2 separate regions of the Mus musculus genome follow, and region 2 is linked to region 1. The links are chromatin contacts, called in public Hi-C maps. All regions are on one chromosome and are shown on one strand. Each heading gives the region's core, a stretch centred on a gene start, on an enhancer-like site or on the middle of the called end of the contact. The rest is flanking DNA. Distances are from core to core; before and after follow the strand shown. Region 1 has its middle 34 kb from the start of Gm38791. Region 2 has its middle 35 kb from the start of Gm38791.

Region 1 (5,393 bases), core at 765-3,264:
AATTAAGGTTTACACAAACTAAACACAAAGTAAAATATCCGAAAAAGGTATAAATCAAATTGTCATGTTTTGTTTGAAATTACTACTATGTTCTGCCAAAACAGGTGTAGCAAGGTTACTCTGACCCTTATGTAATAAATATGTAAATATAATTGCCCATATTTGCTTTTTAAAATGCCATACCCCTTAGCTTTGGCATCAAGAAACTTTCTGAGGCATTAGCCCACTCTTGATCACTAAAAACTAAAGGACACTATGCTCTTAATTGGCTTATTAGTGTGTTGGTCTGTATCTTTTTCACATGGATTAGTTTCTTTTGGAGGCCCCAGTAAGATTCTCCTATACCTCACAGGACTCTATGTTACTTTGGGCTTTCCTGACCAGGAACACGTTGCACAAAAGATGCTCCTTGACAAATATGCCAAGACCACACTCATCTCACTGAGTCCAGAAAGGTCTGGAATGACTTCCATGTTCTAAAATCCTGAAACAGATTGAGTTTTTCTGATACTCCCAGGAGGTAAGTCTATATGGTGAATCTAGTTCTGATTGAGAAAGGCAGGCCTCTTGGAGATCCATCTTAGAATTAAGAAACACATGCCCTCTGAGGAGCCTTCCTACGTCTTGGAAACAAACAAACCCTGAAGCAGAGTCTTCCCTGGTTTTCCCACATTGAGTTAAGGTGTCAGTAGAGGAGAACCTGGTTTCTTGATTTTCTCGTGTGTCTCATGAGAGATTTGGTTTGGGTTTTATTCTGGATGAATGGCTGGCCATCTCTGTGAGTGGCGGATGCATGCTGGGCACACTCTACCCAGAGTTATTGTGTTGACTTTGTTATTGGTGTCTCCTTCTTGTCTCATCTCCTCCCTGTTATTGGTCTTTAGAGGAGGAAAACTAGACTGTTCTCTGCACTCACTTTAACTTAGTGGTGGCTTGAAGCCTCTCACTCTCTAGGGAGAGACCCACTGTCCTCATTGCTTATGTTATACAAGCAATGCTAGTTCCATTTGGGATTGTATTGACAGCCTTAGGGCACCTTTTCCTTCAGAGAGAAAAAGCCAACTCTCCCTGGGGTCCCACAGGCTTTTCTGGCATTGGTTGCATTCCACACCTTCACCCCACCCCCACCCCCACAGTGCCATGACCTCACTGCAGCTTGTCTGACTTAAACACTTTCTGCCTTTCTTTCTTCTTTCTTCTTTCTTTCTTTCTTTCTTTCTTTCTTTCTTTCTTTCTTTCTTCCTTCCTTCCTTCCTTCCTTCCTTCCTTCCTTCCTTCCTTCCTTCCTTCCTTCCTTTCTCTCTCTCTCTCTCTCTCTCTCTCTCTTTCTTTCTTTGTTTTTTTTTGTTTGTTTGTTTTTGTTTTTGTTTTTTTGAGATAGAGTTTCTCTGTATAGCTCTGGCTATCCTGGACCTCACTCTGTAGACCAGGCTGGCCTTGAACTCAGAAATCCGCCTGCCTCTGCCTCTGCCTCCCCTGCCCCTGCCCCTGCCCCTGCCCCTGCCCCTGCCCCTGCCCCTGCCCCTGCCCCTGCCCCTGCCCCTGCCCCTGCCCCTGCCCCTGCCTCCCAAGTGCTGGGATTAAAGGCATGCACCGCCATGCCTGGCTTTACTCTCTGCCTTTCTTGATGGCCTCGTTCATTTTGCATGTGAGCTCCTTAGTTATCCCCCTTCCTCCTGCAGACAGAAAATTTTCCATCAGGCCAAATTTATCATGGAGTCAGTCCTCTGACTTGAAACCTTATTCCTCTCCCCTATGCGAGACCTGTGTCAGGTCTTACACGGGGCCATCTTTTCTTCATTGTTTTTGTTTCTAGGCTGCTCCCATTAATCTTCTACTTTGAACCATGGAAGCTTTCTCCTAACACGGAGACACCCAAATCTAAGCTTTCACCCTTTACTGTTAGCAGAAAAAATTCTTCCAAGGGATTGGGGAGGACTATGGTGTTCCCTAGATCCAGCTATTGCCTGATAAATCTGGCTTAAAGTCATGGAAACTCCAGAATGCCCGATCAATCTCCTTAAACTGGTCAATTATTAACACTTGTCCTACCCCTGCCCCCCACCCTGCCTGGCTCAGGATATGTGCTTTTAAATTTGATCCCACGGGGTTGATTTTTAAAGATTCCATTTCTTCCCTCCTGTCCTTCTCCCTTTGGAGGCTGAAGACTCAGGTTTACTTGTCCCCTCTTTGTAGTCTAGGCATATCTTTTCATACAACCTCAGCCCCCTCCATCAGCTCCCTTCTCTGCCCCTATGCCTTCTACCTCCTTCCCCACTTCTCCTTAGGTACAGCACTGCCTATCTCCTTCATATTTTCCTGGCAACCACCATAATCCCTTTCTGACTAAGGAAGATCCCATTGCTCTCATTCCCTGTGTGTCCTTTACCCCTGTTAGCCTCTCACTTGAGGACCTGCCATGCTTCAGTCTAAGCTAGACCCCACCTATGTCTTTCTGTTACAGTAAGCCCTACTCCAGGCAGGGCACAGAGAGTTACTGAAGGAGAGACAGGGACTCAGAGGGAGTCAGTGTTTCCTAATCTGTTTTCTTTTCTCTGCCTCAGATATGTATAACTGGAAAACCCAAACCCCTCCTTTTTGACTGACAGGGCATTGAATGTTACCCCTTTCTCTTAATCTGCTCCTGCTGCCTGCAGAAAGCTTCTAAAGCAAAAGGACTTTTCTGGAATTAATACCTCCCAGCTTATAAAGGTGGCCCAAAGTTTTCAACAATCAAGATACCAGGCTGGAGAGATGGCTCAGCAGTTAAAAGCACTGAATGACTACTTTTCCAGAGGTCCTGAGTTCAATTCCCAGCAACCACATGGTGGCTCACAACCATCTGTAATAGGATCCAATGCCCTCTCCTGGTGTGTCTGAAGACAGCCTCAGTATACTCACACATATATAATAATTCTTTTTTAAAAAAATACTGAAAAACAAAAACAAGTTGCCATGGCCACTCGCAAACAGACAAAAATCACGATGGCTGCATTTCACTTATCCAAGTATTTGAATCCAGAAAAGAGATCATCAGAAGCAAAAGGTAGGGAGAATGGGGAAACCTGCACTGGAAAGTGTCTCAGCCCACAGGACAGTCAACAGGGACTTGAGAGGCACCTGGAAGAGAATGAGGGACAAGAAATGTGAAGAACAGACAGTAAGTCAAGAGGTCTGATCAAGCTGACAAATTTTTATTTTTCACACACAGGTTATATACTCATAGGAGCAGGAAGGAGGGTGAAGATGGGGTCGCTTTGTCTCTGGGTAACGCACCTGATCCCAGGAACAGGATATTGACTGGGTAAACAGTTCAGCAGGAAGATCAGAACAGAATGGGTTATTAGGCACCTATCGACAAGATTTATATCTATTTGTTCTCTGCTGACTTCAAGATCTATGTCTATTTGTACTCAGCTGGGCTAGTGCTTTCCCACAGAGGCCAACACTTTGTGCCAGCAAGCACTTAAGGCAGTTAATGTTCAAACAAGGTCACTCCCAACAGGAAAGGTTTCAATGTGCCTATTGTAAGGAAGAGGAACACTGGAGGAGTGAATGTCCAAGCCATCCCAAACCCAAGAAAGCACTAACCCTCCTGACCACACAGGAGCTGGAGAGTGAGTCAGAATGAAGAGGCCAGGGCTCTACCTCCTTAGGTTCCCAAGAGACCGTATTAACATCAACAGGAGGCTACCCAGTTAAGTTACTGGTAGACACTGGGGCAGAGATTTCTGTTTTAAGGGCTCTAACGGGACAAATTACAAATGGAAAGATGACAGTTCTGGCAGCCACTGGCAAAGTTAAAGACTTCCATTTCTGTGGTGGTTCGAATGTTCTTGGCCCAGGGAGTTCTTGGCACTATTAGGAGGTGTGTTATTGTTGGAATAGATGTAAACTTGTCAGAGGAAGTGTGTCACTGTGGGTTGGGCTTTAAGACCTTCCTCCTAGCTGCTAGAGAACAGTCTTCTCCTGGCTGCCTTCTGATCAAGATGCAGAACTCTCAGCTCCTTCTCCAGCACCATGCCTACCTGGATGTTGCCATGTTTCCTTCCATGATGACAATGGACTGAATCTCTGAACCTGTAAGCCAGCCCCAATTAAATGTTGTCCTTTATAGGAGTTGCTTCAGTCATGGTATCTCTTCACAGCAATGAAACCCTAAGACAATGTCACACCTGAACAAAAAAGCAAGTAGACTGAGCAGGTGACTCACTCCTCTATGGTGGTCCCAGATTGCTCTTTCCCCTTCTAGGCAGAGTCCTCCTTTAAAACTTAGGTACCATCATCACCTTTACTCCTCTGGAGACTAAAATGGCCTCCATGCTTGCCTACCAGCATAACGGCCCTTCTGTCTAAAGAATATCTCCTAGTCTGTCCAGACTCCTCAGCAGAGGCAAACACCCATCCCAGGAATTTGCTCTGAGACCTATAATGAGTTTCCTAAGGTATGGGCTGAAGCAAATCCTCTGGGTTTGGGGGCATCACCCAGTCGTTATGGTAAGTCTCTTGGCTATACCCATACCCATGAAGGTCTGGCAATATTCCATGAACCAAAAGACTAGACTAGAAATTGACCCTCGTAACAAGAGTCTATTGGGAGCAAATATCCTTCCCCTGTGCCAGTCAGCCTGGACTATGCCTTTCCTGCTGGTCCATAAACTGGGGACCTCAGATTATCAGGTAGTCTCTGGGAAGTAAATAACTAGACTGAGATCATCAACTCTTCTACTGTGAATCCATACACTTTGCTTAACATCCTCCCACCAAATCACCAGGTCTACCCAGTCCTGGACCTTAAGTGTACTTTCTTTTTCATTTTCTTGGCACTGGTGAGCCAGTCCATATTTGCATTTAAAGAGATAAATATTATCTTCGAGTAGAGTCAGCTAACTGAGTCAATTACCCCAAGAGTTTAAAGCTCCACCTACCTTATCCCACCCCCATACTTTCTGGAGAAGCATCATAAAAGGACTTGGCAGAATTCAGGTTATCCTACCCTGATTCAACTCTCTTCCAGTACACAGATCTAGCATCCAACATAGCCATCTGTTTAAAAGACACTGGAATGTTTAGTCTGTTAGAAGATGGCCCAGGTATACCATAAGGAAGTCTCCTATCTAGGGTACCAGCTCACACAAAGTAAGAAAACTATTAGTACCACTAGAAAGAAGTCATCCTTAGGATTTTTATGCCTCCAACTTAGAAGCAGGTATAGAACTTCTGGGCACTGGGAATACTGTAGGCTCTGAGTTCTAGGTTCAGCCAAAATAGCCCATCCCATTTATTCTGTCATGGTTGGATACCAGCCTTTAAAATGGACAGACATACAAGAATAGGCTTTTCAAGGATCAATGCAAGCCAGACCCAAGCCATGGCTCTAACAAATGTCTCTA
Region 2 (5,393 bases), core at 1,813-4,312, 70 kb after region 1:
GCGGACCCAAGAAGACACTGAGACCGAACTCAAAATGTAGAGGGCAAGATTTAATAAAGTAACAGCAAGAAAGCACATAGACCAGAGCTCTGGGGTCGAAACTCATACACCTAGTATGGTGTAGAGGAGAATCGAACTCGAGCCAAATTTTTCACAGGCTTATATAGGAAAAACTCAAGGGGGGAGAGCGGGGCAGGGAAAGTACAAGTTTGCATAACTAAGGGGTTCTGCCAAGGGACAAGGGGTTCTGCCAAGGGAATTCTATGTAACTAAGGGGTCATGTCCTATTATTTGGCAATGTACCCGGTTCATTCTGAGGTTGTTCCAGGAGGCCCTTATCTCAAAAATGTTCTTGGAACAGTCTTTAGTTAGGAGGGTTCGAACTCTAGGGTGAGGAGTTCAGGAATGCATTCTGGGGTGAAGAGTTCAGGAGTGTTCTGGGAACAATCTCTAGATGGGAGGGGTCGGGCTCTGGGGTGAGGAAGAGTTCAGTAATTTTTTATCTTTATTCTTCAATCTGCAAGAGAATTACCCTGGGAGCTGGAGTGGGGATGGGGGTGGGGCGGGGTTTGCTCTGAGCCCTGATGTTCACTCTTCCCTGAATCCTTCTCTGTCCGTGCTTCCCTTCAGCTCTGAAAGGGAATGGGATAATTTAGGAATTTATAAGCCAAAAGCCAATGGACACAACAAATCTAAAAAGGCCAGGAAAAAAAAATCATGTCAAATCAAAAATAGGAGGAGCTACTCAATAATTCACATACTTGCTTTAAAGTTTTTATATGAGCAGTGAAATAAATTCACACTTGATTGTTAAAGGGACAGCGGACTCCATTTTTCTTCAGAATTTGATTTATTTCTATATTGCTCCTTAATGGTGTTTTTCTCTAATTATGTCCCAGGCTTAAGGTCAACTTGTTTTTCTGACTCTTTCTTCCTTTATAATCTTGTCATTGACACATCGTAAATTGTTTCCATTGTTCCAAGAATTGATTGACTATAAACTGTTTCCTGGTATGTTCTATTAACTGTCTGACCATAACATGTACCTTTCCCACGATCATAAAGGCAACACCAAGGTTCCACTGTTGCAGTCACCTGCTCACTTGTCATAAAGAGGCTCCCAGCTTTCAGTCTTCTCTCCCTTCTCCACTCTGCAGGAGACTGTAAGTTTGGCTGTGTCGGAATAACTTTTTTTTTTTTTTTTTTTTGCCTTACAACATTTAGGTGTTAGCTCCTGGTTTGTCAATGATTTAAAAAAAAAAAAATGAATTGAGCTGGCCCTTAGTAAATCTGCTATTCGTCCAACAAACAGCAAGCATTCATGTGTTAATGAAGGCTCCTAGGGATTAGGGGTCCTCCAGGAAATTCCGGGAGCCCTACTGTCCAAACGAAGACTCATTCTCAGAGACTTCCTACACAGGCCATCCTCCAGGAGACCACCGACACGGTACATTTCCTGGCTTTTTTCTTTCATCTTTTCTATACTTTGTGACATTGCTTTGAGCAAAGCAGAAACATATTGAGAGTATCTGTCTTTCTAGCTGTGACAAGACCTGTAAATAAATTCATTTTTCCAGTCTCTAAGTACTGTAAGGGTTCATGATTCGCCAAAGAATGGTACCACAGACTCAAACACTATGCAAATGCAGAGAGTTTTTTATTCTGCAGAAGCCCAGCATGCTGAGGTCTCCCTTTACCAAGATAGATAGACAGCCAAGTGAGCTCACAGGCTCATTTCAAAGCACACTGGAATCCTGAGGCAGGTGAGCTTCATCTTACTCTTTCTCTAGGCATTCTGGAGCCATTATCGGCAGGAAGGCTGGAGCCTGGGGGAGGTTCTATTAGTAATCGAATGCCCTGGGCTTGCCTGGGCTTGCCCTGTTCTTAGCCTTGTCTCCTTAACTGCCAATTTGAAGTCTGTCGTGGAATAAGCTTAGCCTTCTCAGTATTACGTCATTTTTCTCTTAGTTTAGATAAGAATTCAGATCCAAGGCTAGTCCCCATATGCCCATCCCATCAGGGACTTAAAGCCAGGACCTCCCAGGCAAATGTCACACCACTAATCTGTAGCTCCATATCTTTTTGACTCTGTTGTTGTTGTTGTTGTTGTTGTTGTTGTTATTATTATTATTATTATTTACTATTATCAGACTCTCATTAAGTAACACAATCTGGCCATGAGCTCACTTTGTAGCCCAGGCAATCCTTAAAATTGAAATCCTACAGTCTCTGCTGTACCATCAGGCCAGGCCAAAACAAGGCTCTACAGCGTAGGGTAGAGTTCTGCTATGTGGTCAGCACTTGGCCTGGGATTTAAAGTAGTAAGCAAACCTAAATGTGTGGGCTCAGGTCTTTCATCCTAGCACTGGGAAGGAGGAGGGGTATCTCCACAAGTTTAAGGGTTGGTGAAGCTGGTGTGTTTATAAAAAGATAGAGAGAGAGGAGGGGTATGTTTGGTGCATGTGTGGTGAGGTGTGTGGGAAGGGAATGCCTAGTCGGGCCCATGCTGAGGCATCCTTCTCCCTGAGGGACCAGCCACACTGTGGTATAGCATAGAATAGAGGTTATTCAGGGCATGGGGATGGGAGTTGAGAGGGTAGTAGAGGGAGGGAGGGAGAGAGAGAGGAAGAAGAAGGAGGAGAAGGGGGGAGGGGGAGGAGTTGAGAAGTAGAGGCCAACCAAGAGTTTGTGGAGAGAGGGAGGAAGGGACGAGAGGACAGAGCGGGAGCAAGAAGGCAAGAGCAAGGGCAAGAGAGAGAGGAAAGGCAAGAGAGAGAGGAAAGGCAAGAGAGAGAGGAAGAGCAAGCAGCTCCTTTTATAGTGAGGCAGGCTTACCTGGCTGTTGCCAGGTAACTGTGGGGCGGAGCTTAGACAAAATGTTAACATAAGCTGTGAAATGAGACTCTGTCTCCAAAGACCAAAATAATAAACAAACAAACAAACAAAAGACTTGATTCCATTGGCCTGAGGCAGAAAGAAATAAGTACTTAGGTTAGTAGCTCTATAATTATAAAGTATTGGGCAAGAGATGGCTTGTCAGAATAAAGTCCTTGCTTACGTAAGCCTGACTACCCGATTCCATGGTGGAAGGTGAGGCTGACTTTGACTTTCTAAAGTTGTTTTCTGACCTCTGCATAAGGACAGTGGCACATGTTTACCTCTTCCATATGCCCACTACACACAAATAAGAAAGCTTTTGAAACTTAAAAAATTACAGAGTATACTAGGTAACAGAAAAGAAAAGTATATATACAGAGAAAAGAATATAGGCTGTAGAGATATAAGGATCACCTGAATTAAGCCTTCAGGAGTTGACAAATTCTTTTCCAATTTGAAAGAATCTATCAACACAGTAACTAGTTAAAACAGAGCCATTTCCATTCAGAATTCTGGTTTTGTTGTTATCGCAGTGTGTGTGAATTTTTCTAAGATTTATTTCATTTTTTTTAAATTATGTGTTGTTGTGTCTGGGTAAGGGACTATACCCTTGAGTCCAGGTTCCTGCAGAGGCCAAAGGAGGTGTGAAGTCTGGAGCTAAAGGAAGGGGTGAACCATCCAGTGTGGATGCTAAAAACTGAACTCAGGTCCTCTGCAAAAGCAGTCAGTGCCACTAAGGCCCCCTCCAGCTCCCAGCACTCTTTTCTAAAGACCACCATGTCTAACTTCCATATCTGCTTCCCCATATTTCTAGAGCATATGCTTCTAGGATACTCAGTTCGCAATGTGAAGAAACTGCTAGAAGATAGGTACCCACTTCAGTTGAAAGGAGCCCAGTGTATGAGTTTATTAAAATAGATTCATCTCCTCCAAGAGTTGAGCAAGATTAGGTTGGAAACCTCAGTAGCTCCTCATCACACTTGAAGATCCTGCGGAATGACAGGTTGGGAAGGTGTGATGCTGACTAGCCTTGGGTGTAGAAAACAGAGGGGAAGTAGAAAAGACTTGAAGCAGAAGACAACTAGGCTCATGAAGAGAATAAAGGTCACCGAGATGGGGTGCACTGAGAGGAATGGAAGACAGGACAGATGCAGAGCTTGCATGGCCTTGGAGTGTATAAGATATGGCCTTTGTGGGGGTGGGGGTGACTTTTTTTTTAATCAAACATTAAAGACTATTAAAAAAAAAAAACCCATCTGGGCTATGGTGGCACACGCCTTTAATCCCAGCACTTGGGAGGCAGAGGCAGGTGGATTTCTGAGTTCGAGGCCAGCCTGGTCTACAAAGTGAGTTCCAGGACAGCCAGGGCTACACAAGAGAAACCCTGTCTCGAAAAACCAAAGCAAAAAAACAAAACAAAACAAAAACAAAAACAAAAAAAAACAAAAAATACCCCAAATCCCAACATTATTGAAGGAATGAAGGACACATGAAGGAATCAATGGGGGATCCAAACATTACCTTCCTAGAGAACTGTTTGACAATGGAAATCAATGAATAATTGATGTATGCTTGTATGCTCTTTAACCCAGACATCCACTCAATTCTAGGAAATCCTCAAAATGGTACACAAACATTCCTCTTTAAATATTTTTCTTTCACTATCTTTGATAAGAGTAAATAATCAGAGGCAAGCAAAACATCAAATGGTAGTTGATTAATAAAGTGATTATATTAACAGATAACCATTGCTCTACTAAAACTTAATTTTTTTTTAGGATTTTTTTTTAAATGTGTCTGAGTGTTTTGCCTGAACTTGCACCTGTGTTCCTGGTGACAAAAGACATCAGAGCCCCAGGAACTGGAATTACAATCAGTTTTGAGCTGTCGCCTGAGTACTGGGAGTTGAACTCTGGTCCTATGAAAGAGAAGCCAGTGTTCTTTTTTTTTATATTTATTTATTTATTTTATGTATATGAGTACACTGTAGCTGTCTTCAGACACACCAGAAGAGGGCATCAGATCCCACTACAGATGGTTGTGAGCCACCATGTGGTTCCTGGGAATTGCACTCAGGACCTCTGGAAGAGCAGTCAGTGCTCTTAACCACTGAGCCATCTCTCCAGCCCAGAAGCCAGTGTTCTTAATTGCTGAATCAGTTCTCTAGCACTTCCTCATTACAAATTATTATTGAAGATCTATCACATGGAAAGGGAATGTTACAAAGTAGCATATTCAGTTCATCTCAATTATATAAGAATACAATAGTCTACATTTTCAGAGAGTTAAAGGACTGGAAAAAAAATACAAAGCCACAGGTTAACAAATGAGCCAATGAAGCTCAGAAAGAAAAGGTGCCTGAAACCAGGTCTACTGATCTGTTTGATTCCAAGGACCCACCTGGTAAAAAGAGAGACCCAGTTCCCACATGTTGTCTTCTGACCTCCACTCAGGGGCTATGGCATGAGCAACCCCCCTGCACACACAAATAAATAATGTTTTCCTGAAGAGAGCAA

What was found. A called contact is a pair of places that touch in the nucleus more often than the background predicts.
Region 2: a Hi-C map of liver shows a contact between it and region 1, with 2.1 times the contacts expected there. The contact joins two enhancer-like sites. A contact is called at or near these places in 10 of 484 Hi-C or Micro-C datasets (double positive thymocytes, embryonic stem cells, liver and 3 more) and 5 of 115 datasets of contacts at active chromatin or transcription factors (embryonic stem cells, epiblast stem cells and pancreatic cancer cells).

What each region holds. Positions count from the first base shown.
Region 1 is chr6:37,678,062-37,683,454 of GRCm38.p6, forward strand. No RefSeq gene overlaps it. Among named protein-coding and RNA genes, the nearest start is that of Gm38791, 34 kb to the right of the region's middle. Within about 2 kb of position 2,015, at least 22 of the 459 cell types and tissues checked have an H3K27ac peak or open chromatin away from gene starts, as enhancers often do. A contact at or near this core is called in liver, where this site is marked.
Region 2 is chr6:37,747,424-37,752,816 of GRCm38.p6, forward strand. No RefSeq gene overlaps it. Among named protein-coding and RNA genes, the nearest start is that of Gm38791, 35 kb to the left of the region's middle. Within about 2 kb of position 3,063, at least 12 of the 459 cell types and tissues checked have an H3K27ac peak or open chromatin away from gene starts, as enhancers often do. A contact at or near this core is called in liver, where this site is marked.